Linked DNA regions of Mus musculus: regions 1 and 3 are each linked to region 2. The links are chromatin contacts, called in public HiChIP or PLAC-seq maps. All regions are on one chromosome and are shown on one strand. The core of a region is the stretch at or near the end of the contact, and the rest is flanking DNA. Distances in the headings are between cores, read along the strand shown. Region 1 holds the start of Mul1 (mitochondrial ubiquitin ligase activator of NFKB 1). Region 2 holds the start of Pla2g5 (phospholipase A2, group V). Region 3 holds the start of Camk2n1 (calcium/calmodulin-dependent protein kinase II inhibitor 1).

Evidence for each region. HiChIP or PLAC-seq counts read pairs in DNA pulled down with a chosen protein or histone mark.
Region 1: a contact with region 2 is called in an H3K4me3 HiChIP or PLAC-seq map of embryonic basal ganglia, with 4 times the contacts expected there. The contact joins the promoter of Mul1 here to the promoter of Pla2g5 in region 2. A contact is called at or near these places in 4 of 39 promoter capture datasets (cranial neural crest, frontonasal cranial neural crest, hippocampal neurons and 1 more), 1 of 15 datasets of contacts at CTCF or cohesin (embryonic stem cells), 3 of 484 Hi-C or Micro-C datasets (embryonic stem cells and nephron progenitors) and 17 of 115 datasets of contacts at active chromatin or transcription factors (the 230-238 cell line, bone marrow-derived macrophages, embryonic basal ganglia and 8 more).
Region 3: an H3K4me3 HiChIP or PLAC-seq map of neural tube shows a contact between it and region 2, with 5 times the contacts expected there. The contact joins the promoter of Camk2n1 here to the promoter of Pla2g5 in region 2. A contact is called at or near these places in 7 of 39 promoter capture datasets (the 3T3-L1 cell line, the C10 cell line, the HPC-7 cell line and 5 more), 1 of 15 datasets of contacts at CTCF or cohesin (embryonic stem cells), 2 of 484 Hi-C or Micro-C datasets (both in embryonic stem cells), 17 of 115 datasets of contacts at active chromatin or transcription factors (craniofacial prominence, embryonic basal ganglia, embryonic forebrain and 7 more) and 3 of 9 other capture datasets (adipose tissue, liver and macrophages).

The regions. Positions count from the first base shown.
Region 1 is chr4:138,432,611-138,437,129 of GRCm38.p6, forward strand. It overlaps Mul1 (mitochondrial ubiquitin ligase activator of NFKB 1), which reads left to right and starts at 2,062. Exons shown (of 4, transcript NM_026689.3): 1 at 2,062-2,269. The coding sequence starts at 2,150.
Region 2 is chr4:138,816,557-138,821,249 of GRCm38.p6, forward strand. Pla2g5 (phospholipase A2, group V) reads right to left here and starts at 2,701. Exons shown (of 5, transcript NM_011110.4): 1 at 2,444-2,701.
Region 3 is chr4:138,453,016-138,457,705 of GRCm38.p6, forward strand. It overlaps Camk2n1 (calcium/calmodulin-dependent protein kinase II inhibitor 1), which reads left to right and starts at 2,133. Exons shown (of 2, transcript NM_025451.2): 1 at 2,133-2,336; 2 at 3,703-4,690. The coding sequence starts at 2,171. The coding sequence ends at 3,773.

The DNA.
Region 1 (4,519 bases), core at 812-3,311, 380 kb before region 2:
ACACCCAAGTGTGGGAATAGGTTCCCCAGGGGAACATGGCAATTGACTGGCTTACCATTAGCTAGACCCATTAGGTGGCTCTCATGCTACATCTCAAGCAGTTGCTAAGAAGCCCCTCCCTGTCATTTGATATGTGAGATTGCAGTTGCCTTGGATAGAATTCCGATTTAGAACCCTAGGGTTGCAGAAGGGAGCTGGTACATTGCAGGTTTTCCGCAAATGAGGTTTCTGGTGAAATTCCTAGAAAATCGCAGGTTTACTGCTGGGAAGGGAGGAAGGCCTTGGGCAATTATTAATTTTGCTGGAATTATATTTTACATTTATTTATTTGTTGTGCACATGTTGGCAATATACACGCCATAGCCTGTGAGCGGAGATCAGAGGACCGTGTTTGACAGTCGGTTCTCCTTCCATCCCGTGGGTCCCAGGGACTGAACTCAGGTTGGACAGCAAGCGCAGAGCTTTACCGGCTAGCTGTCTTAGCACCCTTATGCTGGAATTCTTCTCTGGCAAGAGCCTTTGACCAAATTGCTGAGAAACGTGCTTCTTTTTCCTGTCCCAACGTTTTTCCTGCCTCAACAAACGTTTCAAATTTTATTCAACCAACTGACTATTGGAATTAGATCATTTTTATTCTTTTGTTATTTAAAAAGCACTCCAATGAATATCATTAGGTCTATTTTGAGGAATTTAAAGGATAACCTATAGGACACTGCAAGGAGAACCCAGGCTTTGCAGGCAGATGTGCTGGCTAAGACTTGCGGCGACTCTGATGTCTGAGAGGAGTTGGACGAGTTCTCCAAAGGTCACCTGGGTTGAAGCCCATTATCATTTTTAGTTAAAGGTCTGAGTGTATTTATATTCTCCCCACCACTTGTTTTTTTGAGACAAGGCTTCTCTGTGTAGTCCCAACTGTACTAGAACTCGTTCTGTAGACCAGGCTGGCCTTGAACTCAGAGGTCTGCCTTCCTCTGCTTCCTGAGTGCTGGACTGTGTGTATTTCTTAACCGAAGCCTCAGTTTCCTCTCCTGAAACTCTACTGTGGCAGTGGTTGAATGCATCAAATGCTGGTCTGGAGTGACTGGGACGGAGCTAAGTGGAAGAACACTTGAAACCCTGGGTTTGGTCCCTAGATAGTGGAGTGAAACACAGGCCAGGCCTAAGAAATACGAACTACAGTACAAGGCATATAATAGTCACTCAATAAAAATATTTGCTGTTATTATTAAATAAGCAGTATGCTGTTTTGGGGGTGGCGTGGCAGTAGATTAAGAGCTATTTTCGCGATTCAACTGGTGTAGAATCAATTCAACTGGTGTAGTGGTTGAGGGCTTTGAAGCTGGACTAATTTTTCTCCAGCTCTCCTTTGCAGTATGGCTCCGACCATGTTCTCCATCCCCTCTGGCCCCAGTTTCTTTTTTCTTCTTCTTTCTTCTCTTCTTCTTCTTCCTCTTCCTCCTTCTTCTTCTTTTTTGGTTTTTCGAGACAGGGTTTCTCTGTATTGTCCTGGAACTTACTTTGTAGACCAGGCTGGCCTCGAACTCAGAAATCCGCCTGCCTCTGCCTCCCAAGTGCTGGGATTAAAGGTGTGCGTCACCACGCCGGGCTAGTTTCTTCATCTTTAAAAGCCAGGTTTCAAGGTTCTCCGATAGCTTAAAGCCTAACACTTCTTGGTGCTGAACACGCGTTTTACTCAGCTCCCCATCTGACGGCGGCGACATCAAATAATCCAGCAAGGGCTGGAGAAACAGACCAGTGAGTAAAGGTGCTTTGCCACCATGGCTAAGAACTTGAGTTCCATCCCAAGGACCCATAAAGTAGGAGAAACCGGGACGCTCAGATCGAGTCCTGCCCTCTATAGGTGCACCAAGGCACGCTCTCATAGGATAAATTAGATGTCATTTAACAATAACGGAGCAAGAACGTCTAGAAACCCGGAGGGAGAGCTCCCACGTGACCACAGCCAGCCCCACCGGTTTCCCAGGAGGCCGCAGTAACGTCGCAACCACCTAGGCAACGTCTTTGCTCCACCCCCGTCCTCCACTTCCGGTTTTTACGTCATCGACGGGCGACGGGTTCCGGGAAGGGCTGCGCGGCTGCGTAGGGGTCGCAGGTGATTTCGAGGCGGCTGGTGCGGCTTGGGGTCGCCATGGAGAGCGGTTCGCGACCGTCGCTCGGCCAGGTCATCCTGCTGGGCACCAGTTCGATGGTCACCGCCGTACTGTACTCCATATACCGGCAGAAGGCCCAGGTCGCGCAGGAACTCAAGGTCAGTGCGGGGGGTGGGGTGGGCAGCCCGGTCTCACTGGCAGCTCGCGCCGGGGCGCACCGGGGAGCCACAGGGCCCCAGACGACGCGCAGCCAGAGGGGATCCCGGGCACCTGCTGCAGCGAGGCTGCCCCCCCCCAGTGACCCTCAGTGTCACTGGACGTTATTGCAGTGCTGTAAAACTGTTTCTCGAAAACCTGCTGGGCACCAGGTAGTGAGAAAAACAGGCCATTGTCCTGGTGCACAGTGCATTCTAGGTCAACCACACGCCTACACGTAATTGGATCGTGTGATAGGGCGAGAATCGGGTTGGAGTAGGGCAGAGAAAAGCGGAAAGATAGGGAAACGGAGAGTTCCGTTCCTTTTGCTATAGTAAAATATCTGACAGAAAGCAGCTTAGGAGAGGGAGAAGGGTTATTTCGTTTGTAGTTTCAGGTTACCATTCATCATCGCGGGGAAGTCCAGGCCAGGAACTTGAGTCAGCTGCAAATCACGTCTGAGTCGAGAGAAACAACTATTAAACAGTCCAGAGCCCAGACCTAGAGAATGGTGTCAGTCACAACACAACAGCGAGTTTCCCCCCTTCAGTTAGAGCTATCAGGACAGTGTCTAAACAGCTATGCCTACACAGGCTGACTCAATATAGACAGTTCCTTGTTGAGACACTCTTTCCAAGTGATTCTAGATTATGGCCATTGACAGGGGGGCGTCGCCATTTTAAACAAGGTGATACTTGGGTCGGAGATGGAGGATGTGAAGATATGTAAGGCAGGGGTGATTCCAACGTGAAGAACAGCAAACTTAGAGGCTCATTTGGAGAACAGAGAACTTAAAGGCTCATCTATTTAACCGCTCCGCTCCAGGTTTCTACAGTCATTTCTTTGTATATTATAGTTACTTTAAAACTACATTCTCATTTGAGGGTTGCACTTAACAGCTCAGACGGCACATTTCCGTCTCTGTTTTATTTTTGTCTCCAGTCCCAGGTGATCTTTTGGCCTCTATTGGGTACCAGGCATGTATGTGATACACAGACATGCATGCAGGCAAAACCACCCATATAATAAAAAGTAATAAGGTAAAGATGTGAAAGGCCCTTGCTTTTGTGTTAGGACCCAGAGATAAAGCTGGGGTGGAGCGGAGCCCCCAGGGGTCTTCGCCCTCACTGGCTTGTCGCTGTTAATTTAGCTTTTGTAGTTGGCTTGTTGAGGACTGGTGGCTGAGGCTGGCTCTTATGGGTACCGTGGCACAGCTCTGCCTGGAACTCCAGCAACACGACACTTTTTGTCCTCCTTTCTTAGTTGACCGCCTTGCTCTGTGGCACCTGTCAAGCTGACGAACCTTGAAAGGGCGGGGGGATCATCTTCATCTCTCGGTTCTTACCTCAGCGTGTGACGAGCAGTAGCTGCCCAGCGCATGGTGGTGGTGTTATGCTGGCTGGAATTTCACAGTCCATCAGCCAAAGACTTGTTCTGGCAGTTGTATGGAAGATGGACTTTGGAGCCCAAGTCTTATCACCAGGTTGGTTTCAGTAAGGGCTCAGAAACAAAACCGTGGAGTTCTGCAGTGAAAAGGATTGGATCAGAAGTTCCCAGTGTAACGAGGCAGAGGCAGGTGGGTCTCTGAGTTCAAGGGACACCAACCAACCAACCAAACAAACAAACAACCCAGAAAACCAAGCACAAAAAGACAAACAAAAAACCCAGAACAAACAACAACAAAACAAGTGAAGGACACCTGCAGATGAACGATACGTCCTAGGCCAGCCTGTGGTACTTGAGACTTAGTCCCTAAAAGGATGAAATAACCCTTCCTGGAAAAAGCTGTGGGAGCCCTAGTGTCCGCTTGCACCTGTTGGTCAGGTCACAGCTTACAGAGCTGAGTTTGTACTTACTCCCGTGTTTTTCCTGGTGACACGAATGTTTGATTATTGCATGGCTTCTGTCGTAGGGTTTTACTGCTGGGAACAGACACCATGACCAAGGCAACTCTTATAAAAGACAGCATTTAACTGGGGCTGGCTTACAGGTTCAGAGGTTCAACCCATTATCATCAAGGCAGGAACATGGCTGCATCCAGGCAGGCATGGTGCAGGAGGAGCTGAGAGTTCTCCATCTTCATCTGAAGGCTGCTAGAAGAATGCTGGCTTCCAGGCAGCTAGGACTAGGGCATTAAATTAAACCCACACCCTTAGTGACACACCTACTCCAACAAGGCCACTTCTAATAGTGCCACTCCCTGGCCCAAGCAT
Region 2 (4,693 bases), core at 1,451-3,950:
ACAAAATCAAAATTTCCCTAGAAATCTTATGCTAGGAGAAAGAAAAGATTTGGGGGTGTATCTTTCTAGGTACAGCACCCTCGTCCTTCAATAACTACTTAGTGACTATCTAAACACAGCTGTGGGGAGGCAGGCATGGGGCTATCTTAAGAATCCTCCAGGCAGGAAGCACAGGTGCTAAGGCCCTGGGGTAGGAGTCTACCCACAAGCTGAACAAACAAGCAAGCCAGGTCTTCCTTAGCCAAACGCCTTCCTGTGAATCCGCCTCAGCCTTCACTTCAAAGCCTCTGACTCCAGGTGCCCTGGAACCTCATTAGCTTATGCTGTGATACGCGCCCCCATGTTGTTAAACCAAAGGTTTTGTCCAATGCCGCCCCCATAAAATTTGGATCAAGGTCTTCTCTGTAAGCAGTAGACTAAACTTTGACACATAAATAAAAATCTATCCTCAAAGAATAGTAGCTCACCCAACAAGTAATGGGGCCCAGCTAGAGGCCCACCAACAGAAGAATGGCAGATACGCACAATGCCGAGATATTCGGCCATAAAGAAGAACATTGCATTGTCTGCAGGAAAGTTGACTGACTTGGAAATAACCAAGTTAAGTGAAAATGACAGGAACACAAAGATAAATAGGACATTTTCTATTGTACGTGGGATCTATTTATCCATCTATCTATCAATCAGCATTTATCTATAGTTATCTATATTGCATGAAACAGGAAGGGGGACTGTTTGAGACCAGATAAAGGACCAGGAGAGGAAGGAAGAGAGACAAGAACAGCTACTGGGTGGTGAATACGTACAGAGTATGTGACATCTGTAAGAATGTCATAGTGAGACATTATGGCAAGATGGCTCAGTGGGTGAAGGTGCTTGCAACCAAACCTGAGGCCCTGAGTTCAATCCTCATGACCCACATGGTGGTAGGAGAGTATTGACTCCCACATGTTGTCCTCAGATACACACACACACACACACACACACACACACACACACACACAGTAGCTTGGGAAAGTCTCCACACTCCACAAAAATAAATAAGGTAATAAAAAAATTAGTGTGTTATTATGAAATTCACCATTCTGTACAATGAATCCATGGTAGTGTGGTAGTGGAAAAATTAAAAGATATTCTCAACGCAAGAAGTCCAAAGTCCTTGCCTATGTGAATATCTGGGCTGAAGGCTTGGGGATTTGGTTTGGTTGGCTGGTTCAGTTTGTTTTTAAGATCCAGAACTTGGGCCATGACAAACTCCCTACTGTTCTGACCGGATGCTCACAGCTCGGTGAGTTGTGGCCAATCAGGCTGCCCCTCCCTGGCTTTCCCACCCCACTTCCTTTCCTCTGGCTATAAGTACAGCCTGTCCTTGAGTGGGTGGGGCATCCACTTCTGGTCTGGAGCGTTGCCTGACTCAAATCACCACCACAGTGAAGGCCTGTGGCGAGCTGGTCACTTCTCCCTTAGCGGTATTGTCCCTTGCAGATCAGAACTGGCTCCTCAGGGTCACAGGGTACTTCAGCTCTGAGCTGAACCTTGGTCAAGGCCAAATAACCTTCCAGATCGGACTGTTCAGGGAATGGAGGGAGACATTGGAAGGGCGCTGGAGGGAGGAGAAAGCTCCCCTTGTATGGGCTGGCAATGGCATGGCGCCCTTTTCTAGATTGTTTGGTTTGTGCCCTAGGTGGCTGGCATGCAGGAGTTAGGGAGGGAGGGGTTAATTAGATGTGAATGAACTCTTTGCCCAACTCTTTTCCCCATCTTTTCCCCAAAGGGGAATGTTCACTTGTGGTTTGGATTTAAAAAAAAAAAATCCAGGGTTGAAGAGATGGCTTATCCATCTATACAAGCATGCCAAGGGTATAGACCTAAGCTTGCTCCCCAGAACCCATGTAAATAAAACAAGATCTCAGGTACAGGGTGTGTGGCTGCCATCCCAGCACTGGGGAGGCAAGTAGATGGCCAGTGTGTTCAATCATGAGCTCCGGGTTCAGCGAGAGCCCCTTGCCTCAAAAAATGAGTTGGAGAAGCAAAATGGCCTCCACATGCATACACATACATGCACATGTGTACCTGTACACATGTGTATATATACCACACAAACATGTACATAATAAACATGAGAAAGTTGGGCTAGCCTTCAGATGGCTGTAAGCAGGAGTCACAATCCACCCCATTTATAACCCTGTCCTGCCTTAGTTCATTTTAGGAATGGCCATACTGAGTACCCTTACTTTAGACATGACTGCTCTCAGGAACTACCCTAGCCCTGGTCTGACAAACGGCTTATAAGGGATCCTGAGACCCTAGAAGATTCCTCTGTCAGAAGCTGTGCCCACTGCTCCCCAAACCCCTCTCGGGTTCTCCAGACTCCACCTGCCCAGATGCTCTCTCTCCAGCCCACTGCCCCTCCATTTTGGGATCTTCCCTCCCAGTCACTGACCTTTGTAGCCTGGTCTCAGCGCCTGTTCCCAGGGCCCGTTCCTAGGAGCAGCCTCAGTAGACAGAGTCTGGATCCCTGCGTTTATGGCCGGCAGCACAAGCATCAGGGTCTACAAGCTGCAACACAGGAGGACAGACTCTGATCATGGGAGCACGCAATGAACTCTGGCCAGCAAGCATCCCGCTCAGCCCCCAGCAGCCTTCATGGTGGCAGAAAGTCCAGCAAAAGCAGAGGCTGGCACAGCACAGGCCCCTCTGCAGCAGGGCCCTGGGCAGCCACCCAGCGCATTCCAGTGGGGAGGGCAGGGGAAGAGAGGCAAGTTATCCAGGTCACAGCCTTATCCACTTCAGAAGCCTTCGATAATCCCTTAGCCCTGACTAACCCCCGTGGGGCCTGCATTGGAACCTTCTTAATTATCTGAGAGGCTAAGTGTCTTGACTGTCTGAGGACCCAGGTGCCAAAGTGTTGTCCCGGCCAGGAGCACGAACACAGAGCCCGTGGTAGGGATGGCCCAGGACGGTGGAGGAGAAGTGGGTCCAGCTGAAGCCACTGGGGAGGCCAAGTGTCTCGGGAGGGTTGCTAGATCGGAGCTTGGAGAGCAGAGGCATGGGTTTCAATTTTCCGAGGTTTTTTTCTGAATTACAAGGGAATGCTTCTGTGTGAGTCTTTGCCTGCGGGGGGGCGGGGAGGGAGGGGGGTGGAGGGTCAGATTCACAAGGCGAAGGTGAGGACCCTAGGGGACCCAGTGTTCAATCCGGGAAGCTGGGTCTGAGCCAGTGCATCACCAAAGACATCGCCCAAGGGTCTGGAAATTAAGGTTAGAGCAACAGGGGGAGCTGACAGACACCCCTCGCCCAGCCAGAACTGCAACAAGGAAGGGAGGGGGTGAGGGAAGGAGGGAGGGAGGGAGGGAAGGAGAGGGAAAGATGAAGGAAATAGAGAGGGAGCGAGGGAGGAAGAAAGGAAGAAGAAAATGAGCAGAGGTACTCCACGATCAAGCGGTCACGGGTCTCCCAAAATATCATTTTGAAATTTTTGAATTCTGCTTAAAGTTATAAGACTTATCCATAAATCCTCAATTCCTAATAATTTGCTGTTCTTTCTCTGTCTCTGTCTCCCTGTGTGTGTCTCTGTCTCTGTCTCTGTCTGTCTGTCTCTCTCTCCCTCATCTGAGGGCAAACTGAAGAAACTTACCCATAAGTCATCCCCAGTTTCTCCTCCAATGAGAAGATAGTATTTTACACAAACAAGCAAACTTAGGACCGTGAAATTTTTTTTTACTTATTTATTCTTATTTTATGTGCATTGGTGTTCTGCCTGCTGGTATGTGTATGGGAGGGTGTCAGATTCCCCAGCAATGGGGAACTGGAACTAGGGGTACTGGAACTACAGACAGTTGTGAGCTGCCGTGTGGGTGCTGAGAATTGAACCCCAGGTCCTTTAGGAGGAGCCTCCAGTGCTCTTGACCGCTGAGCCATCTCTCTAGCCCTGGCCATGAAGAAATTTAACACTAGGAAAGATACCCACAGGCCTGAGCACCGCATGGCCCAACCACAGTGGGAGCCACTGTGATGTGCAAGTGGCGGAGAGATGGGAGAGAGAAGGAAGGTGAACAGTTTGAGCTCTATGAAGAAAGGGGGAACTGGAGATGTGAGGGTGGTGAGGAACAACCTGATGTGAGTGGTCTACCCTGCCACACGAGGCCATGGTGAAGTCCCACTCCGTGAGCACTGCTACTGAGCACCAAGTCTGGGTCTATGGCCTTGCAGCTGCAGGGGTCTGTGTCAATGTCTGTGGCTCATATTACTACCAAAGGCCATGCGGATGTCCCTGATCTGGACTGAGACCTGGGACCATGTTGATGTCCAAGGGCTGTGCAGAGTTAGTCTTGCCCCTCACTGGCTGCAGCACTCTGGAGAGCAGGCCCTGCACCTTGCTTGGGCAGTACAGTAGAACTGGACCTGATGTTGTGGGCAACGGTGAACCGGCCAAGGTTATGAGAGTGGAAGAGCTGGCCCAGCCCTTTGCTGGCTGTAGAATTGGGTGAATTACTGGGGCAGAGAGTTTGCCCTGGTGGTGTGGGTGCAGGAGAGCTGGTGGACTGACCAACTCAGCTACCACCCAGGCCCACATCCAGGGCTCTGAGTTGGCCCATCCCAACATCTACACCATCAATAGACTGCTGGAGCATGTGAAGGGGCGGGTCCTGCAGATCCAAAGCTGCAGGATCTCCATGACAACAGGTAACAA
Region 3 (4,690 bases), core at 883-3,382, 360 kb before region 2:
TCCGCCCCCGGGGGCCTTCTCCTCTTTAACTGTCTTGAGGGGCACACCGGCAGTTGGGCAGGGGAGACTACTGGGGTTCAGGGAGGATAGACCCCTTGCCTAAAGTGTCACTGCAAGGGAAGCACAGGGTTGGGGTTCAAGATCGGGCCTGTACCCAGAAGTCAAGTTTATTCCACCTGTCACAATCTATTTCTCCACCCCTTCGTCTTCGCATCCTGAGGTCTGGATTCTGGAAACCAGCCAGCCCTTTAACATTGGGGGGAGGGGGCACGGGTTCTAGGCTGCGTCATCCCTGGCTGATGGCAACCCCCTCCCCTGCTCTCCGGCGAGGGGGCGGGGTGCTAGGTGAGTTAGGAGCCTAATGACAAGGATTAGCTTCCTAGCCCTGCCTCTCTCCTGCAGGCTGCTGACCTTGGACTGGTTACCCCTCGCTGGGGTTAGGCCAGCTCTGCTGAGCAGGTCTGGTCTCCTTGGGGAGAGCAGGTGCTCCAGGCTCAGGCGAGGATAATGAGCACTCCTCACGCACCTTGCCCCCTTGAAGTTACCATCTGGCAGACAGATGCGCCTGCCAGGCCTCCTGGGCTTCCCGGGTCTCCCTCCCAGGGTGCAGGAGCACGCTCCGGGTTTTGAGGCTGCAGTATCTCTCCAGAGCTTTATTAAGACTGTTGTTATAAGAGAGGTCCCGGAGGGCAAAGGGCTGCAGGCCCGGGGCGTCCCCAGCGAGTCAGAGGGCTCTAGGAGCCGGGCATCCCGGGCAAGCCCAGAGTAATGAGGCTCTCCCCTATCCCGCGGGAGGCGGGGCTGCCCCCTCCTCCCCTCCTTCTTGTCCCCGGGGTTGGTGCGGGGGGAGCCAGGGCCCCCGCACAGAGGGACAAGAAGTGAGAAAAAGGCCTTCCTGGCAGATCCAGTGGGCACGGGGATAGAGGAATGCCCGGCAGGGTCTAAGTGGGGCACAAGTGTGGTGGGGGAAGGGAGAGGAGTGCCCGCGGGTGGCCCAGTACGCTCCGATCCTTGACCTCTGTAACTGGCCTCCAGGGAGGTCAGCATCCGCGTCCTTCCCGGCCGGTGCGTCCTCGGTCCCCTCCCCTCCCACTGCTTCGGGTTCCCCTCGGGAGTCACAGCCAGCCGAGCCGGCGCGCACAGGCTCCGGGTCGGGTAAACACCGCGCGGGAGGGGCGCGGGCCGTGCGGGGCGGGGCGGGGCGGGGCGGGGCGCACCGGGGCCCCTCAGCGCAGGCGGGACGGAGGGAACGGGGGCGGGGGCAGGAAGCCAGCCGCGGTCCGGCGCGGCCCCGTGACGTCGCTTAGCTTCCAGGGATCTCTCCCCGAGGCCCACGGGTCCCCTCCTCCCTCCCTCCTCTGGCGCCTCGCTTTCAGCCTGGGCTGGCATTCTCCCTAGCAGCTCGCAGGCTGCTCCTTCGTCCCTGCCTCCCTCTGTCCCCCCTCTCTCCTCCTTCCTTCTCCGACCCTCTATTTTTCCCTCTTTCGCTTCTCCGCTCTGCCTCTCCGATCCAAATCTAGTCTCCCCCCTTTTCTTTTTCTCCCTCCTTCCTCACCCTCCCTCCTCCCGCCGCTCCCCTTGCCTTCTTCTGTCTTTCTGTTTTTCTCCCCGTCGCCCTCTCGGTTTCTTCCCTCCCTCCCTCCCTCCCTCCGGGTTTCCTCCCCCTGCCCTCCCTCCTTTTTGCTCCCCTCCCCCTCGGCCGCTCGCTGCTTCACAGTCCCCGAGTCGCCGCCGCTGCCGCCGCCCGCATCCGCGGCAGGACTGGCCCGCGCGCTCCCCGGGGTGCGCCCACCTCGGTCCCGCGCCCTCCGGGCTCGCAGGGACACCCTCCTCCCCGCGCGTCGCGGCCCCGCCCGGCTCGGCCCCCGCCCCGCGCCCGAGAGCGCCGAGGATGTGAGTCCTGCCCGCCGCTGCCGGAGCAGCAGCCACTCGCGCGCGGAGCCCGAGCGCAGCGCAGCTCAGCTGCGGGCGCTCGTTGGGTCGCTCGCGCGGGCTGCGCGCTCCTGCCCCAAGCGGTGTCCCTCCCCGGCCTCTCGCCGGCCCCAGCGCCGCGGCAGCCCCGAGGGCCGTCCCCGGCCGGCCATCCCCGGCCCCAGCGCCGCTGACCCTGTCCTCCGCGGGCGGGGACGCGGGCGGAGGAGGTGCCGCCTCGGAGCCCCCGGACGCGACCATGTCGGAGGTGCTGCCCTACGGCGACGAGAAGCTGAGCCCCTACGGCGACGGCGGCGACGTGGGCCAGATCTTCTCGTGCCGCCTGCAGGACACCAACAACTTCTTCGGGGCTGGGCAGAGCAAGCGGCCTCCCAAGCTGGGCCAGATCGGCCGGAGCAAGCGCGGTGAGTTCCCCGCCCCTTACCCCCTGCGGTGCTGGTGCTGCAGCCTGGCTGGGGCTCAGGGGTCCCCGCGGTAGTAGGAGGACCATCTGCGAGATCTAGGGATCCCTCCTGCGGCGGAAGCTGGATCAGGCCTCGGGCAAGAGTCCCCGCTTGTCCGGGCCACCAGCGGGGTCACCCGGGGGCGTGGTAGCCTCTACTTGCTGCCGAGGCCCAAAGGTTATACCCGCGTCCTCAACCGCACCAAAGTTTGCTTTTAGGTTTCACACCCCTCCCCCTTTTTGCGCAGTGGAGTCGCATCTGCACTCTCTCTGCTCGGCCACCCTGGGGTAAGGGGTCCTGGAGCTTCTTAGGGGTCTGCGTGGGGCGCTGCAGGGGAAGGACCTTAACTCCCGCGGGGAAGGGCGAGGAGCATTCAGGTCGCACTGGCTTTTCACTGTTACTTGGCAGAGGGGAGAAGGGTGGTCTAGCCTGAGATATTGGAGTTGGAGAAGCCCCAGGGAAACCGAGACTCAGGGTGCTGCCGGAAAAGACTGGGGTGGCGAGGTGAAGTGGGGAGATGGTCGGGAGACCGAGGTGGGCTGAGAGCTAAAGCGAGGGAGCTGTAAGGGAGCCTGGGACTCAAGTCTAGGGAGGACGCTGAAGTGCTGGAACAATGAGGGTGACAGACAAGGAGACCTACGGGTAGAGACCCAGAGTTCTGGACAGGTGATCTGATCATCCAGTACAGGGACCGGTGGAGGGACTGAGAGAGGCCAGTGGAGGCAGTGAGGCAGGCGGAAGAGGCAACTGAAGGTAAAGCCCCAGGCGGCAGCGAAGGGAGGTTCTGCCCTTTGCGGTGGCACAGAGAGCGGAGGGGCGGAGGCTACAGACCGGGGAACGGGGAAGGGAGAACGGGAGGGGGACACCCGTTCAGGCCAGGCCTAAACTTTGCAGCCGCTGATCGGCGTGGGAACCTACCCCAGCTTTCCTTCCTGCTCCGGGCATCTTTGAACCCGGCCTGGGCTACCGCCACCAGTGATCTGAAGACCTCAGTTTCCCTTTCTCTCCTTAAGAATCAGCCTAGGAGACTTCTTTGTAAAGGGTTGCATCGGGTTGCAGTCGAGCTGGGATGGCTCCCTCTGGCTTGCTCCTTCTTAGAATCCATCTAGGATGAGGGCTAGGCAGTGGGGCAGTTCAGAACCAGGCAGGGAAGGGAGCCTAGGGCAATGGGGCTGTTCACCCTGCTTGGAACAGCCAGCCTTCCTTCCTCGCCCTCCCCTGCACCTCCATAATGGGGATAGACAAAGTATCTGCGACCCCTGGCTAGCCCAAGCTCTCTCACATTTCTCTTCCCCTCCCCCCCCTTTTTTTTTTTTTTTTTTTGCAGTTGTTATTGAAGATGATAGGATTGATGACGTGCTGAAAACCATGACCGACAAGGCACCCCCTGGTGTCTAACTGCCCCAAAGACAATGTGTTGAGGGAAAGAATAAGAAGAGTGGCGGGCTGTGACAGTTACTGACAAAAAGCACGAGGAGGAGGAGGAGGGAGAAAGCACTTTGAAATTTATTAATAGCTTGCTACCTGCGATGAAATCGACAACTTGTGTCTCAAGTCAGGCCGGGAGACAGATGAGGTGGAGAGGAGGAGGAGGAGGAAGAGGAGGAGGTGGAGGTGGTGGAGGTGGTGGTGGTGGTGGTAGCAGCGGTAGCGGTGGCTCTGGGCTCCTCTACAAAAACAAAAGTTAAAAAAAAACACACAAAAAGTAAAAAAATAAAATAAAAAAAATAAAAATCACTATATACACACATATAAAAGAAAAAAGTCTCAGTTGCAGCTATTTGTCAAGATTAATACCTGTTTCTTTTTATATATGGTAAATATTGTGCAATTATAGCTCTGGAGTTTGAACCACTTCCCGAAAGCAGCACCGACCACGTGAAGGTGCTTGCCTTCTCTGCTGATTTGGCTGTTCCCAATGTTTACATAATTTCATCTGTGCACTTGGATGTGACATGCGGTCTAGTCCAGTTTTTTTTTTTTAATGTTGTTTATTCTTGGATGTACAAAAGAAAATTGGGGGCAGGGGAATGACCTCTGTAGATACTGTTGTACTTGGGTCATCTTTGAATGAACCCCATTTTAAAGCAGAAAGTAACTTTTCTACGGACTGATGCTTTGGGAAGGCCCCTTCCTGGTCTTGTTTTCGAGAGACAACTGAAAAGCTTGCGCTTCTTTGTTGCAGTACAGCTCTTTGCCCAGGTTAACACCAACAGTGGGTTTTATATGTCAGAAAGAAGAAGAAGAAAAACAAAGACAAACTTGCTTGAGCTTTTTCTAGCCTCCCTGGGGGCTCTGTTGAGTGAACCCCTCTT